Regions from separate parts of the Sus scrofa genome. Here region 2 is linked to region 1. The links are chromatin contacts, called in public Hi-C maps. All regions are on one chromosome and are shown on one strand. The core of a region is the stretch at or near the end of the contact, and the rest is flanking DNA. Distances in the headings are between cores, read along the strand shown. Region 1 overlaps THADA (thyroid adenoma-associated protein). Region 2 overlaps THADA (thyroid adenoma-associated protein).

What was found. A called contact is a pair of places that touch in the nucleus more often than the background predicts.
Region 2: a contact with region 1 is called in a Hi-C map of liver, with 2.2 times the contacts expected there. The contact joins two enhancer-like sites. A contact is called at or near these places in 3 of 47 Hi-C or Micro-C datasets (alveolar macrophages and liver) and 2 of 2 datasets of contacts at active chromatin or transcription factors (alveolar macrophages and skeletal muscle).

The regions. Positions count from the first base shown.
Region 1 is chr3:96,989,127-96,994,704 of Sscrofa11.1, forward strand. All of the region lies in intron 28 of THADA (thyroid adenoma-associated protein), which reads left to right. Among named protein-coding and RNA genes, the nearest start is that of THADA, 120 kb to the left of the region's middle. Within about 2 kb of position 1,450, at least 11 of the 83 cell types and tissues checked have an H3K27ac peak or open chromatin away from gene starts, as enhancers often do. A contact at or near this core is called in liver, where this site is marked.
Region 2 is chr3:97,128,080-97,133,427 of Sscrofa11.1, forward strand. All of the region lies in intron 33 of THADA (thyroid adenoma-associated protein), which reads left to right. Among named protein-coding and RNA genes, the nearest start is that of ZFP36L2, 70 kb to the right of the region's middle. Within about 2 kb of position 3,317, at least 31 of the 83 cell types and tissues checked have an H3K27ac peak or open chromatin away from gene starts, as enhancers often do. A contact at or near this core is called in liver, where this site is marked.

The DNA.
Region 1 (5,578 bases), core at 200-2,699:
AACAAATATTCTACTTTGAAAATTTAGTCCTGTGGGGAAGGGGGGAGGGGGGAGATAGTGCAGGAGCCCAGGCCATGTTTTAAGGCTGAGTATTTATTTCATAAGAATTCTGTGTTCAGAAAGATTGCTGCTTGTAGGAGTTGCTGGAGAAAACAGGATTGTGATACATTAAATGTCCTGATGAGCAAGGATGGATTTTGGGGGGATTTTCAGTTTGCTCTAGTGTTTGATATTTTGCTCATAGAATGACAGCCTTTGCTAAGAGTGAAACATGTTGATAACAAATAGCCTTTTAAATTTAATTCAAGAGGCAGTTAACAAAACTTATGTTTACGTGGAAAAACTCTCAGGCCTGAGGATATTAAACATGTATAAACAAACATGCGCATAAACACACAGTCTACTTCATAAGCCTTTATTTGGCTGGGAAATGCCGATTTTATATAATTTCAGTCTAAAAAGTATTGGCTGATTGATTCAAAAAAGAAAAATTTGGCTTTTTTTCCCCTCTCAATTTTTCTTTGTACTTCTTCCTTGTTACTTTAAAAAAAAGGTTTTATAGAAGAATGATTATAGATTGGGTAGATCCACGGTTTTTGGATTTCTTTGCTATGTTGCTTAAAGCTACTATTATAGAGTTGCTCTTCAATTGAAGTTGGAAAAACATAGGCTGACATTTGTGTTACTTTCCCCTGGGGTGGGGGTGGGGACTAACCATATGACGCCTCAAGGATGAAAACTGTTGCACGCAAAAGTGGATTTTGAGGATTTCCTGAAAGATCTGCATACAACCAGTGTTATTTTTTGAAAGAATTTAAAAAATAAAATATACTTCATTGTAATAGTGAAGTAAATGATCAGACATAATAGAGTGTGTTCATAATAAAAAAAAGCCATCAGACTAATATTAATGAAATACAGACCAGCTTATTTTTATCTCCTTTGGGCACATTTAAACTTGCTACCATAGGCAATTCAGGGAACACATACCTTCTTCTAGAGCACTGGGGGGAACTTTTCTGCTCTGTGACTCTGACTTGACATACTTTGTTACTGAGAGAAGCCTTAGTATATATATTTTTTAATTGTAGTAATTCAAAAGAATAAAAATTTTTGGAGGGGTTGAAAAGATCCTGGTGCACCATTGGAATTTGCCTTTAGTAAATGTAACATTTGTTTTCTAAAGAACTATAACAACATACTTAAATTCCAGAACAGTAAGCAAAATAGCTTAAGTTCACTGACTTGAAAAAACATTCTTTTATACTGCACGGTTCTAAAATAAATACTTAAAAGAAACAGAGAGCAAGCCATTCTATCTTGGATTTCATTTTCCTTCAGATAGAACAGCTAGAACAAACATTCTTGCTAGTTAACATTGCCTGTGTTTTTATGAAGTTAATAACTGACCTGTCAATCACGCCCTATATAAATACGGTAGTTGAATGCTTTCTGCTTTAGAAGCACTTTTATTTACAAGAGCTGCCAGCCAAGATTTCCAAAGGACTCCACGGGCTGTTTGCTTTGATCTGTTTTGAGGGCTGGTCTCTTTATACCTGTTGGTTTGCTATTTATGATACCTTTGTGTAATCAGGTATGGGGAGAGCAGATGTGCAGAATAAACACGTCTTAAGGAAACCAAGGCTCAAGAGAAATGGTGTAATTATGCACCAACAGCTTTAAAAAAAGAGAGAGAGAGTATTTTCTTAAATCAACTTAGTTGCTGTTATGACAGGAGAACAGATGTTGTGGTATTCACCCCGGAGAAGGAAAAGAGTCTCTCTTAAATCTCAGTTTATAATGAATGGAGGTGGTGTGTTTATCCCCACCCTTCAAACTGTTGCTCTCCTTTAAATTTGTAAATTGCTGAGATGTTGCAGCTCTTCTCAGTTGACTTTTACCTTTGACCTTTTTTTCATTTGCTCCTTCCCTAGGAAATGTTTACCACATGTCTCTATCCAAATAAGCAGCTCTCTGGGGAAGAGTTACCTTTGCATTTTGAACTGAAAATGCTCTTTTAATGTTTAGGACAGATTTCAGAAAGGGATGGCTTTTTGTTGTTGTGACTTTTATGATTTTGATTTGGAAGATGATTGAAAGGTACAAACATCTAGTTATGAGATAAATACTAGGGACACAATGTACAACATGATAAATATAATTAATACTGCTTTATGTTATAAATGAAAGTGGTTAAGAGAATAAATCCCTCAAATCTCACTTCTAGGGACCTGAAAGTCAAATTCATCTTTGCTTTATCCCCCATAGTGCCAAGCACGGCACCTCTGCTAGCATAAGGGTGCAATACAGGAAAGAATGGCAGAAATTAAGAGAAACCCAAGTCCTTTGGTCATGTTTCCAAAATGATCTGTTGATCATTTGGTCTCGTTCATCTTTCAATTAAATGATGCCCTAATAATTCCTGTGCATTATATTTCATGCTGCTTTTCTCTAGGAATTTGAATGTTTGAATATATTAGAGAGATTGTTAACTTCTATTTAAGACTGCCGTTGTAAGAAGTGTAGAAAAGGGGGATTCTTAGTTGGAGATGCGTCTTTGCGTGGTGGGTGGTGTAGCCCATTCTGGCTCAGAGTAAACGAACTTCCACTGCAGTGTCCATGAGACTGCAGGTTTCAAAAGTCCCTGCCTCACCGGATGGTTAAGGCATCGGGGATGCTGAGAGCTGTTGTTGTTAGGCTGTATACTTTTCATTCATTTTTTTTTTTTTTTTTGGTCTTTTTGCTATTTCTTGGGCCACTCCCGTGGCATATGGAGGTTCCCAGGCTAGGGGTCGAATCGGAGCTCTAGCCACCGGCCTACGCCAGAGCCACAGCAACTCAGGATCCCAGCCGCGTCTGCAACCTACACCACAGCTCACGGCAACGCCGGATCGTTAACCCACTGAGCAAGGGCAGGGACCGAACCCCGCAACCTCATGGTTCCTAGTCGGATTTGTTAACCACTGCGCCACGACGGGAACTCCTTCATTCATATTGATTTTACTGGAGCTTTTGGTCAGCAGCTTTCCCTGTTGCAACACTGGCATGAATCTTCAACTTTCTGTGGAAGAGTGCCTGAACATGCCCTAAGGTTTAGAAAGCAGGTATTTTATTAACCAGTTTTCTCCTTGCTTTCTTTGTTGCTCAGGAAACTCAAAATCCTGTGTCTTTAGGTATGATAGCTATTTATTTGGTTCCTTGTTTGTAGTTTTTTTTAATTGTTTTTTCCTTCCAGTTTCATTGAGCTATAACTGGCATACAGCACGGTATAAGTTTAAGGTATACAGCTTAATGATTTGATTTATATACATCATGAAATGTTTACCACAGTAAGTTTAGTGACTCCGTCATCTCATGTAGATACAAAATTAAAGAAACAGAAAAAATTTTTTTTCTTGTGATGAGAACGCTTTCAGATTTATTCTCTTAACCACTTTCATTTATAACATAAAGCAGTATTAATTATATTTATCATGTTGTACATTGTGTCCCTAGTATTTATCTCATAACTAGATGTTTGTACCTTTCAACCATCTTCCTCTAATTCTAACCACCTCCATCTCGGGAACCTCAAATCTGATCTCTTTTTCAATGAGTTTGTTTGTTTGCTTGTTTTTGAAGCACAACTGACCTATGACACTGTGTTAGTTCCTGTTACACAACATAGTGATGCAATATTTCTAAACAGTTCAAAATGATCATCATGATAACACACTGTCACCGTACAGGTTTTAAATGCTAACATCTCTACAATAATTAATGTGTAAAATGCACACACAAATACTGCATTTTCAGCATATGCAGCAGTCTTCCCCAGATAATTACTTGCCAGAGTAAAATCATTTCATAAACTTGAAAATAGATTAAAGCTTGGCTTGAAACTCTGGACTCCTTCTACACAGCTCATGGGGTCAAAGGTGGGACAGTCCTGGGGTCGCCTGGAGCCAGCGAGAGTGAGCGAGTACGGTCATGTTGCCTTTGTTGAGGCACAAACATCTAAAAGGTATGAAACCGCCCAAATTACATCTGAGCATCCTCAGGCCTTTGATTGCCTGAACTCTGTTGGAAGCTGAGTGGCCCAGGGCAGCTCAAGATCAGGCCAGAGAAGGAAGCCATGTCCCAGACCCCAGGGAAGAGACCGCCTCTCCAAATGATGTGCGGAGGGACCGTTTTGGAATCCATGGTACTGCTTGGCTGGCAGATTAGCAGAAGGAAAGTCCCCTCCAATATTTTCATTTTGCATTCGTCCAAGGCTCAAACCTATAATTAAATGTTCTGAACAAAGACCCTATTAATGCACACCATCCAGATTGATGACTAACAGCTCTTCCTTCCAGGTCCATAAGGAAATCTGTAACACTTAATGCAAAATAAAGACCCTAGTCAGGTTTTAGGGGGAGGGTGAAGTCAGGGAGTGAATGTAGTTAGGACTGAGTTTGCCTTTAAGAAGTCATTTTTTCAGTGCTGTGTAAAATGGACCGTTCAGTGTTTACCGTGTTTACTCAAGGATGTGTGATTTACGGAGTGATCTAAGATTTAGTGACAGTGATAGGGTTTTTTTAAACTTTAGGAACATAGTTGAGAAAAAGTCTCTTTTTAATTCTTTTTTTTTGTGGGCAGTGTAGACTTATATAAAAATGTTTAGGACAGACTTAAACACAGTCATGTTACTCACTGGCCAAAACTTCAAGTAGATTTCCAGGATTTGAGAAATCTGGTTGAAACTCATTAGCTTGCATTCAGGGCCTTCTGACGTCCAACCTGCTCCCTCCTCCAGGAGCATTTTGGTCCAGCTTCTTCCTTCGTCCCCAGGCAGGCCTTGCTCGTCTCTCTCTCCATGGTTTCCTGCCAGCCCCTTCTCCTCCACATACTTCCTCCTCCTTCAACCTCCCCCGCCTCTGGGAAAGGGGACCCTTAGCTGTCCTTCAAGCCCTGGAGCCACCAAGACTAATTTAAGACTGCTCTTTCTCTACATTTCCAAATCTGTCCACCTCCTGGTGCCTTCCATCCATGGAGCTAGGTTTCCCTGAGCATCCCTCTGCTTTGGCCTCCAGAGCAAGCTTGTGCCACTTTGTTAGCTCTTACCATGCCAGTCCTTCAATCATGCTTTAACTTCTGTCATATGTTTTAAGCTTGATGTTAAGTCCTTGAGGCTTAGAATTGAACCTTAATGTGCGCTGCCGGTGTCCTCCAGAGCACTTAGCATACTGCTCAGGACACGACTGTCCATTGCTTGATTGATTGGTGTATGTCTAGGCCCAGGATTGAGAATTAGCAGTCTATAAACACCGCAAGCTCTTTTTAGAACTGCTGGGTACCTTTGTACCAGGTTCATATTTTGGCTTGTCAGCTTGGTAGTAGAGATGTCAGGCCTAGATCTGTCCAGAAAAATCTGTTTTCCAAATCTCTCTCTCTCTTTTTTTTTTTTTTTTTTTTTTTTTTGGTCTTTTTAAGGTGGTACCTGCGGCACATGGAGGTTCCCAGGCTAGGGGTCGAATCGGAGCTGTAGCTGCCAGCCTACGCCACAGCCCCAGCAACTAGGGATCTGAGCCACGTCTGTGACCTGCACCACGGCTCA
Region 2 (5,348 bases), core at 2,067-4,566, 140 kb after region 1:
TCCCTGGCCTCACTCAGTGGGTTAAGGATCCAGCATTGCCATGAGCTGTAGTGTAGGTCACAGATACGGCTTGGATCCCAAGTTGCTGTGGCTGTGGCGTAGGCCAGTGGCTGCAGCTCTGATTAGACCACTAGCCTTGGAACCTCCATATACCAGAGGTGCAGCCCTAGAAAAGGCAAGAGACAAAAAAAAAAAAAAAGAAAAAAGAAAAAAAAAGAAATGATTTTATTCCTGTTTTATTATTTTTGATGCTGTTGTAAATGGAATTATTTTCTTAATTTCAATTCTGGATTGTTCACTGCTACTATAAAAAACTATAGTTGATATTTGTATATTAATCTTTTATCCACAACCTTACTGAACTTATATATTGTCTCAAATAGGTTTTTCATTTATTTGTTTGTTTTTATGGACTTCTTTGAACATTCCATCTATGAGATCATGTTATGGGCAATAGAAATAGGTTTTTACTTCTTTCTCTCCAATCTAAATGACGTTTATTTTTCTTGCCTTCTTGCCCTGGTTAGAACCTCTAATATAAGACCGAATAGAAGTGTCTTGTCCCTGATCTTAGGAGAAGAGCTTTTAGTCTTTTACCATTAAGTACAGTGTCAGCTGTGGGTTTTCCATAGATGCTTGTTATCAAGTTGGAGACATGTCCTTCTATTTCTTGCTTGTTGAGTGTTTTGAGCCTGAAAGGGTATTGGGTCCTGTCATTTCTTCTTCTGCACCTATTGAGATGACTGTGTGGTTTTCATCCTTTATGAACATGATGCGGGTCTTGTCTTTTTCTTGATGAATAGTATTCCATTATGGGCATGGGTTGTTTATATTAATTCACTAGTTGAAATACATTTTGGCACTTCCACCTTTGGGAAATTGTGAATAATGCAGCTCTGAGCATAGATATGTTTATGTGGCTATATGTTTTTACCCTCCTAAGTAAAACCTAGGAAAGAGATTACTAGGTCATATGATAAGGATTGTTTAAGTTGTAGGAAATTGCCAAACTGTTTTCCAAAGGGCCTTACCACTTAGCATTCCCACCAGCAGTATATGAGAGGTCCAGTTATCCTGCATCCTCATTGAAACTTGGAATTGCCCCTCTTGTTGATTATAGCCATCCTGGTAGATGTGTAGTGGTGTGTTATTATGATTTAAATTTTCATTTCCCTAGTGACCAGTTGTATTGAGTATCTTTTCATGTGCCATGGTTGCAATATACATATCTTTTTTTGGTAAAGTGTCTGTTCAGATTTCTTGCACGTTTTCTTTTTAATTGGATGTTTTTAATTATTGAGTTGTAAAAGTTTTTTGTTCTGGATACAAATATTTTATACAGATAAATAGTCATTAAATATTTTTTACCTATCTGTTGCTTGTCTTTTTTCTTTTCTTTAATTTATTTTTTATTGTTATTTCCCCCAACTCACTTTTTTTTTTTCCACTGTACAGCATGGGGACCCAGTTACACATACATGTACACATAGTTTTTTCTCCCATTGTCGTGCTCCATTGTAAGTATCTAGACGTAGTTTTCAGTGCTACACAGCAGGTCTTTTTTCTTAACAATGTCTTTTGAAGAGCTTATGTTTTTAATTTTGATGAAGTCCGATTTATCAGTTTTTCCTTTGTCTTTTATGCTTTTTTTTTTTTTTTTTTTGCTGCGCCTGAGGCATGTGGAGGTTTCTGGGCCGGGGTCAAACCTGTGCCACAGCAATGACAACGCCAGATCCTTCAACCACTAGGCCACCTGAGAACTCCTGTTTTATGCCTTTTGTGCCCTAGTAAAGAAGTCTTTGCCTATCCCAAGGTCACAAAGACAGTCTCTCAGGTTTTCTTCTGAAGTTTGATTTTTAAAGTTTTACGTTTAGATCTGTGATCCACTTTGGGCTAATGTTCATGTATGTCATGAGATAAGGTTGAAGTTTTTCTTTTTTTTTTTTTTTCTTTGTCTTTTTAGGGCCTCACCCATGGCATATGGAGGTTCCTAGGCTAAGGGTCAGATTGGAGCTGCAGCTGCCAGCCTACGCCACAGCCACAGCAACGCAGGATCTGAGCCACATCTTCGACCTACACTACAGCTCTCAGCAACACCGGATCCTTAACCTACTGAGCAAGGCCAGGGATTAAACTTGTTAAACTTGCGTCCTAAGGGATGCTAGTCAGATTCATTTCCACTGAGCCACAATGGGAACTCCTGAAGTTCTTTTTGTTATTTTTCATATGAATATCCAATCGTTCTGACTCAGCAAGACCTCTGGGCTCTGGGTTCTCCCTGTCTGTGCCGGGAGGGAAGGTGCCCCTGCTTAGTAGTCTGGGGCAACTAGAAGTCTCACCTTATGTGTTGCTTTCTTCTCTCGGGGGCCATGGTCCTGGACTGCCCATGTCTGATGTTTAAAAACAATAATTTCACACGTTTGTCTAGTTTATAGCTGTTAGTTGTTTATGGCAAAGGGCAATTCCTATAGTGGTTAAACTTGCATGGGCTAAAAGAACTATCACCTTCATCACTTTGCTTTGAAACTTCTTGGTTCCTCAGTTGTAAAGTGGGGATGGTACCCTCAGAGCATTGGGGTAAAGGTCACCTGAAAGAAAGAGAAAAAAAAAAAAACTGTGAAAACCCCATGGAAAGTAACATTATAAGAAAGAAAAAATCTAGCATAGGAAGACAAGCAGGTATTAGGAAGTAAAATTGGTACCAAAACGAATGGTCGGTCATCTCATCAGAACTTCTGCTGGTCCCATGGCCAGCTACGCTTACTCCCAGGCTCTCCTCCAGTGCCCATCTGGCAGAATGTACTTGATGGCACACTAAACCGCATGCCAGTGCAACCAGATTCTGTTGGATTTGCCAGCTGTAGATTGTACCTTGTGGCGTCATTCCCACATTGATGTAGGCCAGTGGCACCAGAAACCTCTTCAGTCTTAGAGACTGTTTCTTCCAGAACTATAAACTGTAGCGCTGGCAAGACACTGAGATCAGCAGTCCTAGCCACTCATTACAGGTGCGTCGGCAGAGGTAAGCCCCACTTATTTAAAAGAATCTTCCCAGCCACTGAGACTCTCAAAAAGGTTTCACACCGTATCTCATTGCCGAAGGGCAAAAGGGAAGCCCCAGATCCTTTGTGGGGAAGAGGTTAAATGAAATGGGGGGGTGTCTAAGCTGTGATGATACAGAAGTTGCTGATTTCTCAATCTTGTCCTTGGGAGCAATTCGCTGACAAAGAACCCAAAGCAGTGTATGCTAAGAAGTAATTTTATGTTTGTGTCTTCGGGTTGTCATGTGTTTATCCACAAGTATTTCCTGACTTCCTCCCTGTGTTGGGCAGAGGCAAGGATGGGATGGTGGGTGGAGGCAAGAAGTGAAAACTGCTGGTCCCACCCAGGGCCTGGTGAGCTCATTTTTAGCCTACCCAAATCCCTTCAGAACTCTTCGGACTCCATCTCCCAAGCCACAGGGACTGTTGTTATTTTTGGGTTGACCAAGTAGTCTTCAAATAGTATTTTCAGAAGCTCATCCTCCTTCCTCAAGAGCAGATAAGGCGTTTGGTGCCTAAAAAAGTACTTGGAGAATCTGCTGGGGCAGGGGAAGGAGGGAGTGTTTTCAGAGGGATGTGTGTGTCGGGGCCATGCCCGTACGCAGGGCAGAAGGGGTTCAGAGACCCAGAAAGTAGGCAAGACGTAAACAGCCGGCACCCGTTCAGGGTGCTTCTCAAGACGGAGCGAGTCTCCAAACGCTTCCGCCAGGTCCTTCTCCTTGTCTGTGACTGGAAGGGCCCTTCAGGTCAGGATTACTGTTCACCAGGAGGAGCAGAGGATTAAGTAGAAGAATTGGAATTTCCCTTCGATAAGGAGAAGCCAAGATGTATTAAATCACTCGATTTGTGGTGTTGTTGTTGTTGTAGTTCCTATGGTTTCCTCTCCTCTCCAAACATAATTGTGTTTTTTTTTTATACTGAGAAATTGCATAACAGACCATTAACAGCACAGAGTGTACAAACTATCATCTCTGATTATTTTTAGAACCAGTTTATCAACTGGTCCAGATAAGAACATTTGTTGGGTCTGATTACCAGATCTCTCTGACCAGAGCTCCAGTTCTTTGAAATAGAAAAAGCTGACCGTCTCACTGTGCCTTAAAAGTAAAATCCACTTTGTATTCTCTCACTTTTTTTAAGGAGAGTAAAGGGGTGGGGGTGGGGGGGGCTTCTACAGACGTTTCCTGATCGAGCGGGATCGGAGAATTCCGAGTCATTACCATATGTGAGAGAGAAATTCATTCATTCATTCATTTGTCCGAAACTTCTACAGACGTTTCCTGATCTAGCGGGATCAGAGAATTCTGAGTCATTACCATATGCGAGAGAGAAATTCATTCATTTGTTCACTCAATCATTCAAGGAGACAGCACAGGAAAGGTAGAATCAAGAACCTGCCTCTGAGGCTCAATGGCAAGCGACCACCAGAGTGGCACGGTCCATACCCTGGCCATTTATACAGCGTCCCCAGTGTGGCAGTGAAACTGTTTTTTTCTGTTTGATTGGCCTCTTTCTAAGTAGAACAATTTTGCTGTGATTACTGGGGTTTTAGCTTCTCCCATAACGGTCTCTGCGGGGGCCAAGAAAACAGTGTCCCTCGGGGCCTGTACACCAACTCCCTCTGGCCCCATTAATTTTGGCCAGTTCAGCACAAAGCAATGAGGCTATCTTGGTTTGTGACATAACCAGCGAAGGCCAGGAACTGTATACTATTCAGGAGCCTCTTGGTTGAGCCCTAGATGAAGGGGTTGACATGATGAGGAGCCCTGATATACAAAAACAAACACCGTTCAGCACTAGAATTAGACACGTTCAGCACGGCAAGCTGTTTACACTCCAAGAAGCGCGGATGATCTCAGGTGGTCTGAGAAGTGTGGTCCCTGCATCAGCACATCAGCATCGCCCCAGAATTGGCTAGAGATGAGGTTGGGGGGCCCTGCCCTAGACATCCTGAGCCAGGAGCTCTGGAGGTGAGCGCACCAGCCTTTGAGAACCACTGGTCTGAGGTAACCACACAGCCACCCTCTGGGGATATGCTCAGTGCTTGGAATGTCAGATGAAACTGCCCTCGCTCTTTTAATTGTTATTTTTCAATCCCTTTCTCTCTGTTTGCTGAGTAAAGTTAAATTCACCTAAATGCTCTTGTGGTGAAACTCCACTGTATCCATAATTATGTGGTAATGATATCATCCACATTGTTTTCCAGAGTGCCCTTATTAAGGCTATTTAGATTAATATGCATCTTTTCAGATTATGTTGACTTTTTGAAAATCAAACTGGTATGAATAGCTGTGAAAATCAAAGATA